Regions from separate parts of the Mus musculus genome. Here region 1 is linked to region 2. The links are chromatin contacts, called in public promoter capture Hi-C maps. All regions are on one chromosome and are shown on one strand. Each heading gives the region's core, a stretch centred on a gene start, on an enhancer-like site or on the middle of the called end of the contact. The rest is flanking DNA. Distances are from core to core; before and after follow the strand shown. Region 1 holds the start of Dhx8 (DEAH (Asp-Glu-Ala-His) box polypeptide 8). Region 2 holds the start of Nkiras2 (NFKB inhibitor interacting Ras-like protein 2).

Region 1 (3,593 bases), core at 1,060-3,559, 1.1 Mb before region 2:
CAAGAAAGCACAGAATGTCAGCCTGGGACAGCAGGAAGCTAAGTTAGACCAGAGGTTCTCAGCCTGTGGGTCACAACCCTTTTAGGAGTCACCTAAGACCATCAAAAAACACAGATATTTACATTATGAGTCATAACAGTAGCAAAATTAGTTATGAGGAAGTAACAAAACATAAATGTATAGTTGGGAGGCACCACAACATGAGGAACTGTATTAAAAGGTTGCAGCATTAGAAGGCTGCAGACCACTGGCTTGGACGATACCCAGAGACCATTTCTTCCCATCTTTTAAAATTGTCTCCAAACCCTAGACTATTATTGCTCCTGACGTCATTTTTCATTTGTTTGTTGGTTTTTTGAGACATGATTTCTCTTGTGTAGCCCTGGCTGTCCTGGAACTCACTCTGTAGACCAAGCTGGCCTCAAACTTAGAAATCTGCCTGCCTCTGCCTCCCAAGTGCTGGGATTAAAGGTGTGGGCCACAACTGCCCGGCTTGTCCCTGACGTCCTGATTCACAGAACAAGAATGTCAACATCAGGGGCTGGAGAGATGGCTCAGGGGTTAAGAGCACCAAATGCCCTTCCAGAGGTCCCGAGTTCAATTCCCAGCAACAACACATGGTGGCTCATAACCATCTGTAATGGGATCTGATGCCCTCTTATGGTGAGTGTCTGAAGACAGCTACAGTGTACTCACATAAATAAGATAAATAAATCTTTAAAAAATGTAAGTGAAGAAAATATCTAATAAAAAATTAAAAACAAACAAACCAACAACAACAACAAAAGAATGTCAGCATCCTCAGACTTACTGCCGGAAGTCCTGCGGCATTCTCCTAGGACAGTGGGGAAGGAATCTGGCTCCCTGGCCAGCAACGCAACTTTACACATTTGATGGCTTATTTACTTGATATGCACAAATCGCTCCTTCCTACTTAAAAATCCTTTAGTGCGATCAAAATTTAAATTCAGTAGCAACACCAAAGAAACAAAAAGGAAACAAAGAATCTTCAGATATACATACTGTGAATTCTGCACCATTTTTGACCAGAGAAGCCTTAAAAGTATCAAAGGTAGTATTTTTCTCAGCAAGACTGATGACAAATTCAGCTGTTAAAAAAAAAAAAAGGAATTATAAATGGACTCAGATAATAATTAAATTATAAAAGAACTCAGGAATCCGCCTGCCTCTGCCTCTCAAGTGCTGGGATTAAAGGCGTGCGCCACCACTGCCCGGCTTTGTCGTCGTTTTTTGTGACGGGTCATACCCTGATACATACCATGCCCAAGCTACCCTCAGATTATCTACGTGTGACTTTGGAATTACTAATCATTCTGCCCTCACATCCCAAGCCTGAGATCCTAGGCGCCTGCCTGGCTGTCATTTACTTTTGAGGACATTCTGAAAAAGCCCAACACCACCCAACCCTGTACCTATCAAACGGAAGTGTTCCCCTCATGCTTCTAATTCACATACTCGGCCTCTCATTTTCACAAGGGCTCCGGCTATGCATATAATTACGATCTGGGCCCCGAGCCTTTCTTATTTTCTCTCTGGGTCCCCTAGTCACAGTTTGCCCTTAAACATCTAATGACTAGTATGTGAGAGATAAGAAGATGTAACTAATTTAAGAGCACGGCTCAAAGCACAAGCTCGAAGTAGATGCTGACTACTGCCTGACTGTGCGAAGACCAAACAAGATAATGTAGATGAAGAGCTACCCATAATATCTTGTGAGCTTCTAAAAATTACTGGCCGTAATTACAACCATCATCTTCGCGGGGGCTGCTGCTGCTGCTATTGTTAAAGCTATTTCGCCCCCCAGAACTGAAAAACAACAATCGAGCAGAAATTGCTGCCCCAGCCTTCACCGGCAGCTCACAGAAATGGTTTCTAATAGCTCGGACCGGATGGTTCTCAAGCAGAGGCCACCGCCACAGGTTCCCGGAGCCCAAGTCACGATGACACACACACAGACACAGACAGACAGACACACACACACACACCATCAACCGCTTCTCTCCTGCCTCCCTCACCCCCAAAATCAAAAGCCATCGGGACCTTCCTCCAGCTCACCCAGATCCTTGTCGTTGATGCCCAAGTGATTGTCCAGCTCCGTGCAAACCTTCGACACCAAAGACAGGTACTCAAGTTTAGCGAGTTCTTCCGCCGGGCCGGGCTCCGAGCCCATTAGGACCCCGGCGGCGGCCACGGCTACAGCCATGGCTACAACTTCCCTTTGGTCTCCTTCCGGCCGGCCAGAACGCGAAGCCACAGCTTCCACTTCCGGGTCGGCGCTCGTCTCTTTTGTTTACAGGGACGTCAAGTAAAGTTAACCGTCTTTGTAAGGATCAGCGAGATCTGGCAGGAAGTTCCCACAGACGGGCCAGACGCACTGAGTTACGCTGTTCGTTCAGTGGCGGCCTCTAGCGGGGGGGAAGACTCCACCCGCCTTTAGGTTTTTTTAAGGATCAATCTCAGCGCGCCTCTGTGATCCGTCAGCAGAGGGCGACCGTGGCCTGCGCGACTGAACAGCGCCTCGGAAAAGCAAGTTGGCTTGTCCTTGATCAGCTCAGTTCCTGACCTCATGGCAAGTGATCTCAAGTGACCTTACACCAGCAGACGCTAGATTCTGGCTGCTTATCTGTAAACTCGGATAATACGGTCTAAATGAAATAGATATGCAAAGTGGCTGAGCCACAGTAGGCACACTGAAAATATTAGTTGCTGTTATAACCCCCCCAAACTGCGAGTGGTCCAGCAAAGCTTATCTCAAGCATTCCTGTTGCCAAAACCCTCAGTCCTCTTAAAATCTGCTTCTCTAAATGTCAGCTGTGTTGTGAACCTGAGGTCATAAATTCAGGTGTCCCAACTTTTACTTTTCCCTTTGGCAGAACCTTGCAATGAAGATGAAGGGTTTCCCATGTCTTAGTATTCTGTGTAAAAAACAAGAAAATACTTCCTCTAAGGTGAGTAGCCCTCCCATCAGTCAAAAGACAGAAAATGAGCCCCCTCTGCTACTGTTGGCTGACTCTGTTGCACTACTGTGTCTTTGAATTATTGGGAACACTTCAGTGATAACGAGTTGCAGGGAAGCTGGGCAGGCTGGTGCTCTCCTTTAATTGAAGCACTCGGAGGGCAGAAACAAGCTGTTCTCTGAGACTGAAGTCAGCCAAAGTTACACAGTGAGAACCTCTCTCAAAATTGCAGGCAAAGGACTATCACAGTAGTTCCGTGTTTCCAGGTTCCCAAGGATTTAGTACATTGCCATCTGAGTTCCTGATGCCCTTCCCTTCCTTATAACTTACTTGTTTTTATTTCCTATACATGGTTTTGCCTGCATTCATGTCTGTGTAAGGATGTCAGATCCCCTGGAACTGGAGTAACAGATAGTTGTGAGCTTCGGTGTGAGTGCTGGAAATTGAACCCAGATCCTCTGGAAGAGTGACCAGTGCTCAGAACCATGAGCCATTTCTCCAGGACTCACTCCTTCCTTCCTTCCTTCCTTCCTTCCTTCCTTCCTTCCTTCCTTCCTTCCTTTCTCCGTGAACAGAATGAGAAAGTCTGCCCTTGATGCTGCTTGCTTATCTGCC
Region 2 (3,178 bases), core at 112-2,611:
GCCCAGCAACACTCACCCACGACATGGTTCCCGTACAGAAGCTGCTCAAGGATTGAAGTTTTGCCCACAGATGCCTGGCCGCACACGACCACCTTGCAGCTCTTCCCCATGCTTAGCTTTCAACCTAAAAGGACAGAAGCCGTGTGGTGAGGGAAGACAGAATCCAAACAGCAGGCCAGGGAGCATCAGGGAGTTAGCACCACCCTGATGTTTACCGAACTACTGAGCAGTGAGCTGTAATTAACCTCCTTATCCCATGAGTGGCCAGGATTTGGCACACAGCCAGGGTGGGGTTAATGGCACCACAAAGGGAGGGGCTTAGAGAGTGGGGTGACAAAAACAGCTGGCCGGGTTTGTTCCTGTGCACAAGATAGGGCACCAAATACTGAAGGAAGTTCCACAAATACTCCTGTTCTTTTTGTTTGATTTTGGGGGGAGGGGGTTGTTTTGAGACAGGGTCTCATGTACCCCAAGCTGGCTCCCAGCTGATGAAATAGTTGAGGCATATGCACACCAGGCTGTTTTCTCCTTTTAACCATGACTTCCGTGAAGAAAGAAGCAGGGATTTTAGATTCTTCTTGACATCTTTTCCTCAGGGAGAGTGTGCAAATATGGAGAAAAACTTTCTTTCTTTCTTTCGGGGGGGGGGGGGCGGGGTTTCTCTGTATAGCCCTGGCTGTCCTGGAACTCACTTTGTAGACCAGGCTGGCCTCGAACTCAGAAATCTGACTGTCTCTGCCTCCTAAGTACTGGGATTAAAGGCGTGCAACCACCACTGCCCGGCATAACTTGCTTTCTTGAATGACTAATTTGGATGGCAATAAATTCCATTTAACCATTCCCAGTTGAATCCACCGGTAAAATAAAGATCTGACAAGAAACAGAATAAAGAGAAAAGTGCTTCCGAAAGATGGCTTTTACATCCCTTGAACTGACAGGCACAGAGAAAGCTCAGATTTATAAACTCTCTTGAGACTGCAGAGAGAGGTCCTTCTAAAGGGAAACTTCCTGACACAGGCACCCGGGGAGCGCCAGTAATCGCCCCTTCCTCCTCCCCCCAGAAAGCAGAGATCCAGAGGTAAGCCTCAAAGGGGTCCCAAGCAGAAACCTCTCCAGGAGAGTTTCCTGTCGCTCATCTCCACCCCGTGGTGTGAGCCTTTTAGTAAGCGACACTCGAGAGGCTGCCAGAGGCCGCCGCCACAGAGTACCCCTGAAGGGCACCCCTCAGAATCTCAGAGGCAATCACAGGACAACCAAAGTGAATCCGAGACAGAGGCCGCGCTGAGCCCTGCCTCCCAGCTCCATACCTCCCGGGTCCCCGCAGCACTCCCGCTGAGGTGCCCCCCGGAGTGGGCCGGACCATGGGAGGGGCAGCTCGACCGTAAAGACGGCCCTCTTCCTCTGGGTGGAAGGACTGACCCAGAGGTCCCGCCCCGCAACGGCCAGCCTTCAAGACAACTTCCGGCGGCGTAAAGTGAGCGCGGATCGCACAGCGCCCCCAGAGGCCGGCGGGGAAATACCCACCAGAACTTGTGTCTGGTTATTAAGCCGATGTTCCAGGCTCTGACACTAAAATGTTCTCTCTCTAAAAGACAGTGACCAGTGACGTTTCGTTCTATCATCTATGCGACAAGTTTTCTTTTTCTTTTCTTGGCTATGCTATGCTATGAATGGAACCCAGGATCGTGCACATACTAGGCAAATGCTCTTTGAGCCTCAATTTTTTTCTTTTGATTTTCAAGACAGGGTTCCTCTGTGTAGCTTTGGCTGGCCTTGAAATCACTCTGTAGACCATGATGGCTTTGAACTCACAGAGATCCACCTGCCTCTGCCTCCCGAGCGCTGAGATTAAAGGCACATGCCACCACGCTCAACTAACCATGCAATTTTTTTGAACTTAGAATGGAGGCTCACATTTGAATCCCAGCACTTGGGAGGGTGAAGTAGGGAGATTTTCTGAAGACAACATAGTCTATACAGAGACCCTGTCTCAAAAACAAACAGACAAAGAAACCAAACACCCCAGCACCTACTTTGTCTTGTTTGTGCCTTAAGTAGGGCCATATACAAAGGAAAAGCTACAAGTTAGAATGATTGAACCATAAATTCATTGTCTAGAATAATTAGCCAGCCAAAGTAACAATTAAAACCAACCATGATGAATGCTGTTATTGAAGTGGGGTGCTATGGGCATGGCAGAGGGGCATTTAACTTAGAGGTGACAGGTACCAAAGAGGAGGGAGGAAAGGGGGGTGTCTGTGTTCATGTTTGAAGGGCCGAATAGCACAGAGATTTCTGAAGCAGAGGAAATACAAGAACCATGACATTTCTTGTATCAGTCTGGGTTCTCTAGAGTCACACAACTTATGGAATGTCTCTATAAATTAAGGTGATTTACTGTAATTACTTACAGTCTGTATTCTAACTAACCCAATAGTGGGCAGCTGTGAATGAGAAGTTCAAGAATCTAGTAGTTCTCTCAGTCCCACGAGGCTCGTTGTTTCAGCTGGTCTTCTGCCTAAGCTGGAATCCTGAAGTAGTAGGTTCCAACAGATGTGCTGGCAAGTAAGTGCAAGCAAGCAAAGAAGAGTGAATCGCTCTTCTTCCAACGTCCTTATGAAGGCCTCTAGCAGAAGGTGTGTCCCAGATTAAAGGTGTGTGCCACCAGGTCTGGATCTGGAACTTGCTTTGTTGCAGGCTGACCTTACACTGAGATCTGCTTGCCTCCATCTCCTGGGATTAAATGCATGTAACTACCTTACCTGGGTTTAAGCTTTTCCTGGTCACTATTCCTCAAGATCTCCATGTCAAGATCCAGGTTAGAAACCTGTGTTCCAACCTCAAGATCTGGATCACAGGTGTGCCCTGCATTTCTGGATTGTAGTTCATTCCAGATTCGGTCAGGTTGACAAGCAGGGCTAGCTATTACACAGAGGAAATACAACAAGGTTCATGACAGTTTTGGAGCCAGGAATCCCTAGGGGCTCAGTATTGATTGCAGAGACTAGCCAAATAATGAAGATGTGTGGGAGGCCAGGGACCAAACACCACAATAGCACGCCATTGGTAAGTTTATTACAGGGAAATGACACACTCCATCCACTTTTGCAAGAAAGGTCATTCTCTCGGAAGAGCCAAGGCTTGGCAAAGATGAAACTGAGGATCAGTTAGGAGACTA

The links. Promoter capture Hi-C pulls out the DNA fragments that hold promoters and counts their contacts.
Region 1: a promoter capture Hi-C map of liver shows a contact between it and region 2, with 2.6 times the contacts expected there. The contact joins the promoter of Dhx8 here to the promoter of Nkiras2 in region 2. A contact is called at or near these places in 2 of 39 promoter capture datasets (erythroid cells and liver), 2 of 484 Hi-C or Micro-C datasets (neutrophils and uterus) and 1 of 9 other capture datasets (liver).

Annotation. Positions count from the first base shown.
Region 1 is chr11:101,731,672-101,735,264 of GRCm38.p6, reverse strand. It overlaps Dhx8 (DEAH (Asp-Glu-Ala-His) box polypeptide 8), which reads right to left and starts at 2,309. Exons shown (of 23, transcript NM_144831.2): 1 at 2,077-2,309; 2 at 1,024-1,109. The coding sequence starts at 2,224.
Region 2 is chr11:100,621,138-100,624,315 of GRCm38.p6, reverse strand. It overlaps Nkiras2 (NFKB inhibitor interacting Ras-like protein 2), which reads right to left and starts at 1,361. Exons shown (of 4, transcript NM_028024.2): 1 at 1,308-1,361; 2 at 17-124. The coding sequence starts at 110.